Regions from separate parts of the Rattus norvegicus genome. Here regions 2 and 3 are each linked to region 1. Evidence: chromatin contacts called from public Hi-C data. All regions are on one chromosome and are shown on one strand. Each heading gives the region's core, a stretch centred on a gene start, on an enhancer-like site or on the middle of the called end of the contact. The rest is flanking DNA. Distances are from core to core; before and after follow the strand shown.

What was found. A called contact is a pair of places that touch in the nucleus more often than the background predicts.
Region 2: a contact with region 1 is called in a Hi-C map of the A7r5 cell line, with 5 times the contacts expected there. The contact joins the promoter of Peg3 here to the promoter of Zfp78 in region 1. A contact is called at or near these places in 8 of 12 Hi-C or Micro-C datasets (the A7r5 cell line, the Rat2 cell line, Schwann cells and 5 more).
Region 3: a contact with region 1 is called in a Hi-C map of hepatocytes, with 2.0 times the contacts expected there. The contact joins the promoter of Zim1 here to the promoter of Zfp78 in region 1. A contact is called at or near these places in 6 of 12 Hi-C or Micro-C datasets (Schwann cells, frontal cortex, hepatocytes and 2 more).

Annotation. Positions count from the first base shown.
Region 1 is chr1:76,554,924-76,559,886 of GRCr8, reverse strand. It overlaps Zfp78 (zinc finger protein 78), which reads left to right and starts at 1,902. Exons shown (of 5, transcript NM_001427789.1): 1 at 1,902-1,972. It overlaps LOC134482884 (a long non-coding RNA gene), which reads right to left and starts at 2,218. Exons shown (of 2, transcript XR_010059559.1): 1 at 1,818-2,218. It overlaps LOC134482882 (a long non-coding RNA gene), which reads right to left. Exons shown (of 2, transcript XR_010059554.1): 2 at 4,334-4,963.
Region 2 is chr1:76,127,905-76,132,867 of GRCr8, reverse strand. It overlaps Peg3 (paternally expressed 3), which reads right to left and starts at 1,874. Exons shown (of 9, transcript NM_001304816.1): 1 at 1,724-1,874.
Region 3 is chr1:76,163,191-76,168,153 of GRCr8, reverse strand. Zim1 (zinc finger, imprinted 1) reads right to left here and starts at 2,946. Exons shown (of 8, transcript NM_001107473.1): 1 at 2,867-2,946; 2 at 2,131-2,253.

The DNA.
Region 1 (4,963 bases), core at 653-3,152:
CAAAACAACTGAAGTTTGGGAGTTCCATCACAAACAGTGGGAAGTTTTGTAGGGACAAGCCTTCAACTCCAGGTAGCATCAAGATTGAATTGATGACAACCAGGATATATCTTTTATGGAATAAGTTTTCAAAGATGTTGAAATGTTATCTGAAGAAATTAGGAAATATCTGATACACCCTTCCTACTTTATATTTCTTTATAGCCCCTCCCCTACTTGTCAGGTCTGTATCTGTCGAAATTAAGATTTAAGAAGCCAGGGAATTATGTTTGCTTCTTTTTCCCCCCTCTCTTCACCCAAGTGACCTTGTCTTATTTGTTTCAGCTTTTAATACAACTATTGATTTCTTGATCCTTCAAAACAGGGATACTTTTTAGTTTGGCAAAAGGCAGAAAAAAATCTGACTGTTGTATTTTGGTTCCTATGACGTTGTCACATTCGCTGCTTCCAACACTAATAATGACATTTCCATTTTGTAGGTGAAACATATGCTGGTTTGCTGGTCACGGAGGTGATGAACATGAGTGAGAGGGAGGAGACAATCAGATACAGAATAGTGGCTGTTCTTGTGGCAAAGCTTAGCTTGCAAAGGTCAAAATTCCAAGCCTGGAGTCGTGGAGGCTTACACCTTTAATCTCAATTTGGAAGATGGATTCGGAAAGATCAAGAGTTCAGAGTCATCTTTGGCTGTTTACCCATTTTAGAAGTTAGTCTGGGCTAACCACCTCAAATCTTCTCTCTCTCTAAAAAATCAGAGTCTCAAAATCTAACAATAAAGATCGAGCATAGTTAAGTAATGAACAGTGACATCAAGGAGATTGATGGATGAATAGTGTGAGGATCCGCAGCAGCTGGTACCTAGAGACATTGCTGGTCTCCATGAAAGATGGGAAGCCTAATGAAGAGCTGGAGCAAGAGTCGCCCTAAGCGACAAGGCCAGGAACCCTAGGCAACACTTCTGCATAATCACGCACTCAGCCACACACTGTCCCAGCTCTCATCCCTTCTGCCACCTGTTGTAGTAGAACAGCCTTAAATTGTGCCCTTCTCCTCGAGCCCTGTCCTTTTCCTCTGACTCGTCTGAGAACCCGCCCCTTCTCCTTCAAACCGGTGCTCTCTCTAGGACTGCTAGGAGGACCGCCTTACTGGCTAAGCTCCGCCCCTCCCCTCAGAGTGCTGTGAATCCTCCCCTTTTCCGCTTAGCGCCTCCATTACCAGACACTACGCTGAGACCCTGCTCTTTGGGCTCAAACCCCGCCTCTTACCTCATATTCTGCTGAGGACCCGCCCTTCTCCACTGAGTCCCACCCTCAATCTAGATTCTGAGAACCAGCCCCTTCTCCTAGCCGCGCCCTCACCTCAGACTGAGCGAAGAACCGCCCTACTCGCCCCACCACTTACTTCGGATTGCTGAGAACCGCCCCTTCCCCCAAGCCCCGCCCTCACCTCGGGCTGCCAGTACCAACCCTACTGCCTAAGCCCCGCCCTCACCTCGGATTCGGCTGAGAACCTGCCCCTCTCCCAAGCCCTGCCCTCACCTCAGACAGCTGAGAACCCGCCCTACTTGATAACCCCGCCCCTCACTAATACTGATAAGCTCACGCCCCTTCTCAGTTTAGCACAGCCCTCTCCAGGGACTCCGCTGAGAGTCCGCCCTTTCTCCACCAAGCCCCGCCCCTTACTCCAGATTCTGCTGGGAACCTTCCCTAATAAGTACAGCCCCTCACAATAAACTTCTGAGATCCTTGCTCTTCTCTGCTTAGCCTTGCCTTCACCCTCAGACTAAGAAACTGTTCTCCGTAAGACCAGTTTCTCACCGCAGACTTCGCCGAGTACACGCCCCTTAAGCCCCGCCTTTCTCAGATTAGGTTTTTCTGTTGTCGCTGGCACAGGCTGCGCTTGCGCACATTTAGCTTGTATGACACCTCCCAGCGTCCCTCGGTTGACAGCGTCTGGATAAGGTAGCTGGCGGGTGAGTTGAGGCTCTTGTTAGGGAGTAGGAGCCCGAGCGCTGCGGGGAGGGGAGATCCTCGTGGTCCCTGTGTTTTCTGTCTGGAGGTAGGCGGGCGGTTGCGTGGAATCTGGGGGGCGCGAGGGCTCAGACGACAGGCGTCCGGAACTAAGTCTGTGCTTGGGTGTGCCAGGCCGGCGTGTGTTTGAAACGGACTGGGTTGTGAGTTTTCAGTGTGAGAGAGGGAGACAAGTCTCTCAGAGAATTAAGTGCTGTGAATGTGAGAGGAGTGTGAAACGTATGGTAGGTCTGTCTTCTGGTGATCTGCATTACAACACTTAAATGCTTGGAATCTCCAAAGTAATAAAGATCTTGTTGACCGCTCTTGATTGGTGGCTGACAGACTCAAGGTAGCTTCACTAAACGGGATTAGATGATCGGTCCCAAACCCCATTGAGGAGAGGAGAGGAGAGGGGCTGAAGGGTAAATTGATCACTAGAGGCCAGCCCTTTTGTTGATGTTTTGAGACAGAGTGTCATATACTCCAGGCAGTCTCAAACTCTTTATGTAAGTAGAAGATGACTTTGAAACCCTGATCTTCCTAAGTCTATCTTTCAAATGCTGTCTGTGATTACTGGCAGGTGCAACCCACACTCAGATAAGTGAATTACACAGCCATAGAAACTCAAAAGGAAAGGATTCAAAGAGCTTTCTGACAGGGGTATCCCTGCATAGAAATCTTGAGAGACGGTTGAGTGAAGCTGGGAATTTGAAGACTGGATTGTGTTGGAGACTTCAAGATGTTGAAGATGGTAGAGTCATGGGATAGCTGCATCCTAAGCATGGAACCAGCCTGAGAGAGAGAAGTACACAGTGGTCAACAAAGGTGAAAAGATTTGGAGATCTGACTGACATGGAGATGCAGAATTTAGAGTTTGCCCTGCTTGTTTTCGGTCTTTTCTTTGATCCAGTATTGATTTCCTCACTGTGCTCCTTTTCCTCCCTTTTGGAATGTGTTTTTAAAGATTTATCTATTTTACTTGTATGGGCATTTGCATATATATACATACATATACATATACACATATACATATGCATATACATACATATACATATACATATATACATATACATATACATATATACATATATACATATATATATATATATATATATATATATATATATATATATATATATATATATACCAAATGCATGCCTGGTACCATGGATGGATCTCCTGGAACTGGAGTTGCAGGAAGTTGTAAGCTGCCATGTGGGTTCGGGTAATTGAACCCTAATCCTCTAGAGGAACATCCAGTGCTCCGAGCCACTGAGTCATTTCTCCAGCCCCATGTCTGGAAATAATAATGTTTGGCATTGTATGTTGGAAGTTATGTTATCTGCAGTGGTTAGAGTTAAGCATGAATCTCAGAAGACACTTCGACTTTGGACTTTAGTGTGGAGACTGTGATAGACTATGAAGGCCTTTGAAGTTGAACTGAATGCATTTTTGCATTATGATATAAGCCTATGTGGGCCAGGGAGTGAAATGTGGTTTGAATAAGAATGGCCCACATAGGCTCATATATTTGAATGCTTAGTCATCAGGGTACTACTTGAGAAGAATTAAAAGGTGTGGTCTTGTTGGAGTAGGTATGGCCTTATTGGAGGAAGTGATTCACTGGGGGTGGGCTTTGGGGATTCCTGCTGCCTGTGGCTCTGGATGCAGAGCTCTCAGTTATTTCCCCAGAACTATGTCTGTGTGGCACTATGCTCTTACCCTGATGAACATGGACTAAACCTCTGGAACTGTAAGCAGACTCCAATGGAATGCTTTCTCTTACAGGAATGCCATAGTCACAGTGTCTCTTGGGAGATGTTAGAGGATATAGCACGTGAGGGGTTAACTGAAAGGGCAACTCAGATGCAGAATTCATGAAGCTGTCATCTATGACAGGGTGAGACTTTGGGGTGATACAGAAGTTTGGGGGTTACCCATGCTCCTATAAGTAACTCTTTACCCAATAAACCTGCTCTTTCCCCAGGTTAGGTTTTTGTGGGATCATTATGTTGTTCTGTCGCTGGTACCCCTGTTTGAGGTAAACAGAATTTGTTCTATATCTCCTCAGAAAAAGCTCATGCAATGAGAACCAGATATACTAATATATTAAATATCAAGAAATGCATGAAGCTCCTTGGAGAGGTTGAATGAGAAGGGTCATGGTACACACACACCATGTGTAGTGCCACGGTACTACTGGACTAAACTGATGAAACTGTAAGCCAGCCCCAACAACATGCTTTTCAAAAATGAGTTACCAGGGTCTTAGTGTCTCTTCACAGAATAAAACCCTAACTAAGACGCTGCCTTCCAAATGTGGGGGGGGGTTATAGTAGTATACCTCTGTGCCCAGAAAACATCACATTCATGTGGGTGGGAATGGGAGAAAAGGACGAGCAGTTCTGCGTAAGATCAGCTTGGATGAAAGGGATACTCGGAACCATGGTGTGGTATTTGGAAGACTTTAGGGATGTAGGGTTGTTGAAGTTGTAGAGTCTGAGCATGTGAGAGGAACAGATAAGAGGCTATGAGCTTGGTGTGGGCATGAGAGACTAAGGTGCCTGTGAAGATGTGCGTACCGTAGGCCTCCCTGAGATCACAGTGTGTGTATCTGTGATGTGTCTTCTGTCTGGAAGGTCCTTGCTGGTGTGTGTAGCATGAGATTAGTCAGCAGGTGAGATCAGGTGGGTACTTGCATTTCCCCTTTTAGGCTGTAATCATAGCCCTACGTGCATGGGATGACTACTTTGAAAGTTTATAGAATTAGATTTTTTTAAAAAAAGAATTATTTATTTTGCGTATAAGACTACACTGTGGCTGTCTTCAGACACACCAGAAGAGGGCATCCGATCCCACTACAGATGGCTATGAGCCACCATGTGGTTGCTGGGAACTGAAGTCAGGACCTCTGGAAGAGCAGCCCGTGTTCTTAACTGCTGAACCACCTC
Region 2 (4,963 bases), core at 625-3,124, 430 kb after region 1:
CAACACCTGAGCCACTCCCTCAGGCCCACCCCCTGAAGACAGATGGGCTGTCATTCAAGACTGTGCCTCACCACATCAGCTGTCACTCTTCATAGCCCCGCCCCACCACTCCCTTTTCCACCAGCAGCCAGCAAAGATGGCGTCAGGGTAGGCGGGGCTTTGTGGTGACTCAGGACTATAAAGCCCCTCCTTATAGCCTGCCTCTTTGCAGCAAGCCCGTCCAGCTGTCATTCAAGATACCTGCAGAGCATAGAAGCCCCGCCCTTGGCCAGCAAAGATGGCGCCAGGATGGGAGGAGCTGTGAGGCCCTGTCACTCAGAATAGCCCCTCCCTAAAGCCCACCTCCTGCAGCCAACTGGGCTGTCACTCATGATGGCACTTATACAGTTGCTGTCTGTGGCGCGGGTATAACCAGCAAAGGTGAATAAGGCCCTGTTGTTTCTGTCAGTCACTCAGGACGACAGCCCCTCCCTCCGAACGACTGGGCAACATTTTTTAACTGTTCATAACCCTCATAGCGCTCCTCGTAAACGGAGTCAGATACAGCCCAGGGTCACAAGTCCTGTCAGTTGATGTTAATTTGAGGCTCTGCAACCAAAACCTAGCCACAGAAAAATGGCGCGTTTGAGCTTGCCGCTCCACCCATTAGATGGAAGGCCGCGAGGTGGCAGTATTCGTGCGGCAAATTAAGTATTGTGCCTAGCTCCAACCGATGCCGGGGGTCTAGGACACTAGGCTAGTCAGATAGGGCAACAATTGGGGTGCATCTTTACTGTCAACCAGCAAAGGAGGAGAGAGGAGATAGCACCCCATATACTCAAGCCATTTCGGCTTTTTAGTCTTTTCTTTAATGCAAGGTAAAGCCGCGCCTGCGCGGCAAATCGGCTGTCATTTCAAGATGGCGCCAAGTGGGCTGGGCCTGCTGAGTCCGCCACAGCCCCAAGTGGGCTAACGTCACTCGGTCTTAGCCCCACCCCTACCACAGGCAGCCAATCAAAATAAGCCTGCACAGCAAACCTGTTTCCACCCTCCAAGATGGCGCTAACTGGGTGGAGCTGAAAAGTATCTCATAGCCCCCCCCCGCCTCCACTTTGATCCCGCCCCTAAGCTGCCATCAGCCCCGCCCACCGCCACTGCGGCAAAACAAGACCCGCCCCCAAGAACATCGCCGAACAGTGCCGCGCATAGCAGTAGATCGCTAGATCGCGAAGACCCTGCCAGTTAGATGACCTGGCGATCGGGTTAACTGCATAGTCCTTAGACTCTGCTGAGCAAAGAAAATGAAACCACAGAAGAGGTGGCTCAGAGACGGCACTCTGATGTCCACTGTGGTGGTCTTGTGACAGGACTCCTGCATCATCTGCGTGGCCATCGGCCGCGCAGGCGAGACAGGGAGCCTGGATTCTCCCGGGATTCTGGGTGGTTCGCCTCTACAACCCTATGACCCTAAGATCGCGGGACCCTGAGGGTCCGAGGCCTCGACCTATAGAATACCCCTTAGATCCCTATCACCTAAATGGCATCTCTGCGGCAACACGGCCGCTCCGAGGTGATTCCCCCTTCCCGAAGGCGCAGTCTGCAGCCTTGTCAATCACCCTGGCGAGCCGTGATATGGTCTGCCGCCCCTGGCCCGCAGCAACGCACCCTGAACACCTTCTGAACTCTGCAGACGGTATTCAAAAGGGTGCATGCCGCTGGGCAGGCAGGTGGCCGGCTGACTCACCTCCCCGGAGCACCGCACTCTGCGCACACACCCCGACCAGGGTCGGCAGTCTAGTGCACCCACACTGAACCGGGCGCCCAGCGGCGCCACCAGCCCAGGGTGGACATCTCTCCGCTTCTCCTCCGATGCTCGTCCTCCCGCGACTCTTGACTCCCCAGCGTCTGCAGCAAGGGCTGCGGGACACCTCCTTGTCAGGGTCCTCTGCAGAGGCGGAGCTTCCTCTCTGACCAATCCGAGACCCCATTCCCCGCTTTGGGCCCTCACCACGCCTCCCACACCCTGCCAATCAGACTGCTGTTGTCAAGGCAACAGCTTGGCGCCAAGGCACGGAGTTGACGTCAACGGAGTCCGTGTTAGGGGCCCCCAAGCAGAGTCTGGAAAAGGGGGATGGGATGTGGGTGTGAAGGGATGCAGCCCCCCCAAAAGAAATCGGGGTGAATCAGAAATACCTACTAATGATGCCCCAATGCAAAACCTGAGAAGAGAGAGGGGAAAAGGACAAGCATATATTTGTCTAAAATCGGGAAAAAGGAAAAACCATGAAAAATCGAGGCAGAAACACATACGTTGAGGTCTAACCACGAACGATAAAGGTGGAAGAAAGGACTTTTCTGCCTGCAACACCCAAGTACTAAGCTAATTTCCTTAATAAACGAAGAGCTATTGGAAACCAGCAAGGGAAAGACAAAAGCAAACCAAAAAGGGGCAAAAGAGACTGCAAGTCACAGGACAATACAAATGGCTGGAAGAATCATGACCTGACTGTCTGCATAGCGAAACGCCAACCTGAGATACTGGGTGAAGGCGGTTTATGGCAGCGCGCTGAATCGCATGTGGTCACCCACCATTGCATGAATCCACTGCATAGAATAGCAAGAGATTGCAAGGGGAGTAAGCGGGTAGATTACCAAGCCCGCCTGTGATAGAAGACATCCCTGTCACCAGGAAAAATAACGGGGGTATCGCTGCCATAAAGGACCTGAATCGTAATAGATCCAGTGAAATAAAGCCCGCTGCTGAAGTTTGTAGAAACGAAATGGTAAGTGTTTTGTTTTTTTTTCCTTCTCATGTATTTCTTTGTTAAAAATATACAAATGTGGGCAAAGCTTATGAAACGATGTGCAAAAAAAAATTTTTTTTAAACTGGTTACCTCTAGGAAAAGGAATGGGGGAGGGGAGGACAGACTACGAAAAGATGATTTTGGCTTTATTCTCTGTGCCCATGAATTTCGTTGGCAGATAAATGATATTTCTTCCCTGGCAGTAAAATCGATGAATTATTAAAAGTTTGTTAATGTACTATTGATAGAACCATTTCACTGCCAAGAAATTTAAGGAAATAAGCGCAGGTGTGTGAAAGACTAATTACGGGGGTATTTACGGAGCATCCTTTCTTATGACTAAGAATGTACTCTGCAGAACAGAATTGAATTCCAGTAAATCCACAAATTGTATTTTTGTGTGGCTGCTAAAACTCCGGGTCGTATATTTTTATTAGACACATAAAACGCAGTGTTTTAATTTTAAAGGGGAAAAAATTGCACGACCGTGGTCCATGGATTAAAAGCAATTTTTATCTAAGAGCATAGCAAATCTGATACCATGGATTCAGTTTTATATTGATGCTCAAAGAGTTATCCGTGCTTGCTTGCTGGATAGTGAAGTGGTGGGCTTATGGATAGGGTATGGAGTTTTATTTCCCCAGACCTGAGATAGGGTTTCTCACCTCGCCGAGATACAGAAGCATAAAGCATGAATGAACGCAGCACACGGTGTTAGTGAAAACCACACTATGCTTAGGTCTTTGAATCTGACTATTCATTCTGCTCCCCGGGAGAGCTGTTAAACAATACCCATGCTTAGGACCCCCACAGAGATTGATTTTTGGAGCCCCCAGGGAATCCTAATATCTTACACTAAAGTCTTTTGGGGGTGTTAATTTAGCATTCTCAAAGGACTGGACCCCCCTCTATCTGCAAATCCAGTTTATCCTTGGGTCCTGGATCATCAGCTCCCTGGGAAGTCTGTAGGCTGTAAGAGTTCCCGCAGAGACATGATCTCCCCTTTGCCTCAGTATTCCACACTCACTATCTCTCCAAACTGTACACAGTCTCTTTTCACCCACTCAATGGCTTCACTACATGTCTTTGGCTCATATATGTGTCAGGAAGGCTTCTCTTCCATTCCCCTGAAATTGCCTGACATTTTTACCAACTCTTCATGCTTAATCTGGCAATGAGATTGAACATCTGGAATGGACCAGTAACAACCACCTCTCTATTGTCTCTGGTCTGGGGTCACACGGCATGGTCCTGTACATTGTGGCCTCTTCCCCTATCTTAGCTCACCTTTCCTTGACTCACCGTCCAAACAGCTGGATGATCTCATGGAAGAATGTGACCACCTTCCTTACACAACCTCTCCCCAGGTAGCCACCTATTTCCTAACCTAGTCACAAGGTTTAAATGCCTAGTCACACACCAGTAAATCCTAAATTCCAATCCTGTGCTCCAGAGCGCTCCATACAATCCTAATCTAATGCCTTCAACAATCCTCACGAAAGCAGATGCACCCTTCATGTATTTAATAGGCAACTCAAAAGCACTTAAAGCAGCATGTTACAGGACTGGGGTGGCTGTAGTTCGTATGGTACAGTGCTTGCCTAGCATGCTGGAGACACTGGGTTCAATCCCGAGTACCAAACACCTTTTTTCTCCCCCCCTTTTTATCCTCATGTGTAAAACAGCATCAGTTGTTATAGGTAAAATATATATATATAACATTTTTTTTTTTACACCTCAGGATATCCCACTCACCATATCCAAAACACACACAACTTTGTCCCGGAGATTTTTACCCAGTTTTCCTGCTAAAGTTTCTTCTATTCTAGACCCTTCCTTCTGATACTCTGCACACTACACTGAACTGGTTTTTGAAGGCACATGGAGATCTTTCAAAGCCAAAGAAAAAGCCTTTTCCCCCTGTCGTCTGAGTTACCTTCTGACCCCATACTAATCACTGCCACCAAGATGCAAAGGGCCGTGGCGCCTTTAGGTCTTGAAACAGCATCAGACATTGGTACTATAAAATCCAACCATCTTTTCCTTAGGAGTTCTGGCTTATTACGCCTGAAGAAAATGGTCCTTAAGAAAGTTAATGGAGATTCTAACATTCTGATAAATATTAGGTTTTAGGGATTTAAAAAAAATTGTATTATTGTATTTCTAATGGTAGAGATCA
Region 3 (4,963 bases), core at 1,697-4,196, 390 kb after region 1:
TGACCTCCGGGAAGAAACAAACTACTGCTAAAGACACAAGTCTGGGCCACACAGTTCGATGTTTTTGCCCAGAATAAGCATAAGGGCTCAGTACCTGAGACCTGTGGTTGGCAACCGAGACTGGACCTTGGCAGATTTACCAGACATACAATGTTCCCCAACAAGTGACAGTCCTCTTTATAGACTGCCATGTATCTGCTACCTGAAAAAGCATACGTTGTTGTTTACACAATGATGTACTTTGAAGAATGTGTAGCCATTGCACAAACCTGGGCTTGCCAGCAGCCATCATGTACTGGGGAGAGGCTCACAGGCCCCTCTCCTTCCCTGTGAACTACTGGCAACTGACAGATGCTGGGGGAGAAACAGTTGTTGCCTTCCGTTAAGTACCAAATGATGAGCCCACCAGGCTCCAGGAGATTGTTACAAACCTGCAGTCACACACACGGTCAGCCCTGGTTAAAATCAGTGAGTCACAGAACAAAAAGGCATAAATGTGGGAAAAGGGACCTCTTATGGGATCAGGGGGTGGTGGTGCATAGATGAGAGAGACATAAGAAGGTGGGGAGTGAGGACAAACAAGTGCACTGTATATCTGTAAGAAATTCTCAAAGAATAAATACAAACAACAACAATAGCAGCAGCAGCAGAAGCAGCAACAACAACAACAATGACGACTACGGAACTGGCAAACATACCCTCTGCTTTGCAGGGCTTTCATTTTGTTTTGTTTTTTTTCTAAAGATACGGGGACCCATGGTAGATTCTCACATAGGCCGATATAGCTTCAAACTTGGGAAAAATCCAACCACAGTTTAGGCGTTGGGAACACATTTTCAGAGAAAGACTGAGGACTCCCTAGCACGCAGTCACAAATCCCACTTAGGCTGGCACCTATCCATAAATGCCAAAGACCTCACCAAGCGTACATGGGTGTGCACAAGGACACAGGGCATCTACAGACGAACATTCTAGAACTCCCAGCCACCTATCTGACAGAAGACTTGGTTCTGATTTATTCTAAGGCTGACCTCAGCCTCACTTGGGGTCCAACGGTACCCACCCCCATGAAAGTGATGCTTCCTGCCCTCACCCACAACTGGGCACTAATGCATACTTACTTGCTACAGATGTTCAAAACCTTTTGCAACCACCCTTCTCATCCAGAAATCTTCATACATGTCCTGTGTGGAGCTCCAAAGTTCCTTCTGAACTCCCCCATTGTTCCATAATCGCCTAACCCCTCTTGGGGCCTCTCTAAAATCATCCCTGTGAGGTCCATCAAATCAAGTGACTAACTGTTCCTCTCGCTCCCAACTGACGTGTCTGAAGTCTAGGAAGCCTCCTCCCATTTCCTCCTGGTCCATTAGACTAATACGTCTCCAGGGCTTCTAAATCCTTCTGTAATGCCTGGCTGTGTGTCCTGAGGAGCGCACCACAATGCCCTCCTCTGAGCCAACTCTAGCTTCCTCCATTTCTTATCTTCCCTCCTCTCCTCCTGCTGTCTAAAGACATCCGGGGACTTGGTTGCTCTGTGGCTCACAAACTCAATTCCCAATCTGGATCCCCGCTTACCCTTCACCAGGCTCTGTAGTCTGCCGCACTCCCTGGGGCCGGCAGCTACATGTCAGGGAAAAGACACCTTTATCTGGTCCTTTCCACAACCTTAGTCCTAGAACAGGACATTTTGCCTGAACGGGACTGTGGGGCTGTCTTCTGGGCTTGGGTAGAAATTACCCAGGGTTTCGTAATGGTCACAGGCAACTAGGTAGGGGAGAAATGACTTGCCTGGTGCAACCTTGCCTTGAGTACCCACAGGTCTAGCTAATAGCCATCCAGAGAGCATATCAGTATGCTAGTGACCAAAATCATTGATCACATAGACCAGATCCTATATGCATATGAGCACTCAAATACACAAAAACACACCCAATGGAATAGAATCAATTGCATACAAATCAGGGAGATGCAACTCACAAACTATATACAGACCCAGACCATGTAAATTCCCATGATTGAGTCAAGCCCCAACTCCTTCAACCATCCCAACACATTCCCTGCCACACCACAGATATAAATACAACCTAAAATCTTCACAACCACCCTCTGCCAAGCATACAGTGAACTCACAGTCTGGGACCAGCTAGGTGGCTCAGCTGGTAAAGGCGATTGCTGCCAAACCTTACAACCCGAGTTCCATCGCTGGGACCCACATAGTAGGAGAGAACGGACTCTTGCAAGTTGTCCAAAGACCTACACACACACACACACACACACACACACACACACACACACACACAAACCCAAAATAAATAAATAAATAATTTAATAAAAAAAAGTCACACTCAAAATGCCGTTACATTACATCTACATTAGTAAACCCACAGAATGAGACACTGAGGCTCAACTACAGACACATTACCCAAAATACAAATACAGCCTCATACAATCGTCCGCACAGTTGGGCAGTTGGGCAAAGCTCACAACTGCAGCTCATATATGTACAAAAACAGATACGGTTACAAAGTAGAACACAAGCTCATGCACACCCACACAAGAAAACAATTTGAGTCTACCGTGTTCAAACAACCCAGCTAGCACCAACTACAACCACCCAGGCGAGACAAACTAAGCCACCCAAAAACTTAAAAGTTGTGGAAGAAAGCAGACACATTGCAGGGTCCAAGCCTCCCGAATCGGAGTTACACAAATCTCCATAACGTGACAAAAGTATCTGAGAGCTGTGCTACACTCTTCGCTCGCACACCCACTACCCAGACTACTGTCCTCTACAGAACTGTGACAAGGTAGGGACCCACCCAGCATGCCGATACCCTGTCCTCTCAGTCCTCTCCCGTGTCCTTGCCTTTAATCCTCGCGCTCGGTTCTCCAGCCGCACTCGCCTCCAGGCACCGCAGCCAGCGGTCACCCGGAGTGGAATGCCGCGGGATGACTTTCAAACCCAAGTCCCCAGCTCGAGGGCACCGCCCACAGGACTACAAGTCCCAGAAGCTCCCGTGCTGTCCAGCCTGAGGCTTCCCGTTTATGAAGCGTCCAGAGCCCGGACACAGCGCGCTTGGCCCTGTGGGAAATGTAGTCCCCAGCAAGACGAGCGCGCTACAAGCGCTCCTGCGATGCTCTGCCGCTCTGTGGCTCCACTTCTAGTGCTATTGAGCTATTGCGTCTCCTGGTGGAAAATTTTCCTTCGGTAGCAAAATTTCTAAATTGATAGAGGCCGATGGTAGAAAAGGAAAAGATTTTTAAGACTACGTAATGACACGCAGGGGAAAAGTGGTTTGGTTTGAGACAGGATTTAACTATGTAGACCAGCTGACCTCAACCTCAGGATGCCCTTCCCCAGAGCCTCCCAAAAAGCTGGGATTACTGGCATTCTTCTGTTTTTACTTCTTTGCTTCTGGACCTACTTTCATCAAGGTCACAGCATAGATTTGGGGGCGTATTTATCAACTGGTAGAAAAACTTCTCAGTTTCTACAACCGCCAATCTGGGCTAAGCTTCCCACTGTTGTACAGGGATTGTTATAGGATATGGAGGATGCATGTCAGGGGGAGGAAAATGTGTCCATTATACCTGCAAATATATCGTTAATGCTTCTTCATATCCACACCCTCTGTTGTAGGGTATGCAATTTCTCTCCTGAAGGTGGAATGCAAACTCCCTTATACCAAGACGTTTGCCTTAGCCAACAGAATGAAGTGGGTAGCACTGACACCAAGTGTCAACGGGGTTTTCACTGACTCTCTTGGTGTGGAGGTTTGAATGAAAATGGCCCCCATAGGTTCACAGGAAGTGGCACTATGAGGAGGTGTGGCTTCATTGGAATAGGTGTGGCCTTGGAGGAACAGCCAGGCTTTGAGGTTTCAGAAGCTCAAGTCAGGCCTAGTGGCTCATAGTTTCTTCTTGCTGTCTGCAGATCCTGATGTGGAGCTCTCAGCTATCTCTCAGCACCATGTCTGCCTGCACGCTGCCATGTGTCCTACCATAATGACAATGGGCTGAACCTCTGAACTGTAAGCCAGCCCCAATTAAATGTTTTCCTTTATAAGCGTTTCCGTAGCCATGGTGTCTCTTCACAAACCCTAAGACACGAGGTCAATCTGAGGACCCACAGCTGTGGAAGGAGAGAAAAGAATTCCACAAATTGTCCTCTGAGCTCCACAAGGGGACACACACACACACACACACACACACACACACACACACACACACCAAACAAATAAAAAATAATCTCTCACCTTCATTCAGATGGTGAGTGTTGTCAACTTGACGATATCTAGAATCACCTGGAAGATGGGCCACCCATCTGGGTGGAGGGTGATTATTTTGATTATGTTATCTGTGGTAAGTAAAGCCCATCATAACTGTGGGTGGAACGGTTCTCAGGTCAGGGCATCCAGGATTGTATGAAAGGGAGAGAGTGAACTGCTTGCACTCGTCACTCTCTGTATCCTCACCATGCCGGTGATACGTCCAGGTGCTTCAGGCTCCTGCTGCTTTGAATCCCCACCCCCACGTTCCCATGATGCTCCCATGATACTTGAATTTTGAGATAAAAATAAACTCTTTCTCCATTAAGTTGCTTTGATCGGAGTAATTTATCACAGCCACAGGAAAGGGAACTAAAGCTGAAATGCTATACCTAGGGCCTAGGTTAGCTCACAGCCAGTCAATCACCAGACATAAGAGCAGGCCAGTTTGGCCAGGCTGGTCAAATGTAAGCAGTGTCACCTAACCAACCTTGAACAAATCCCAGTACAGCAGTGTGAACAAGAAGCATTTGCGAGCCATTGAAAAGCTTTGTTGTTGTTTTGAGATAGGGTCTTTCTATGTCATCCAGGCTGGCCTCAGATCCAGAGACGCACCTGCCTCTTGAGTGCTGAAATGAAAGGTGTATACGATCATGCCCAGCTAGGGACATCTATGGCTTAAGGTTCTTTTGCGT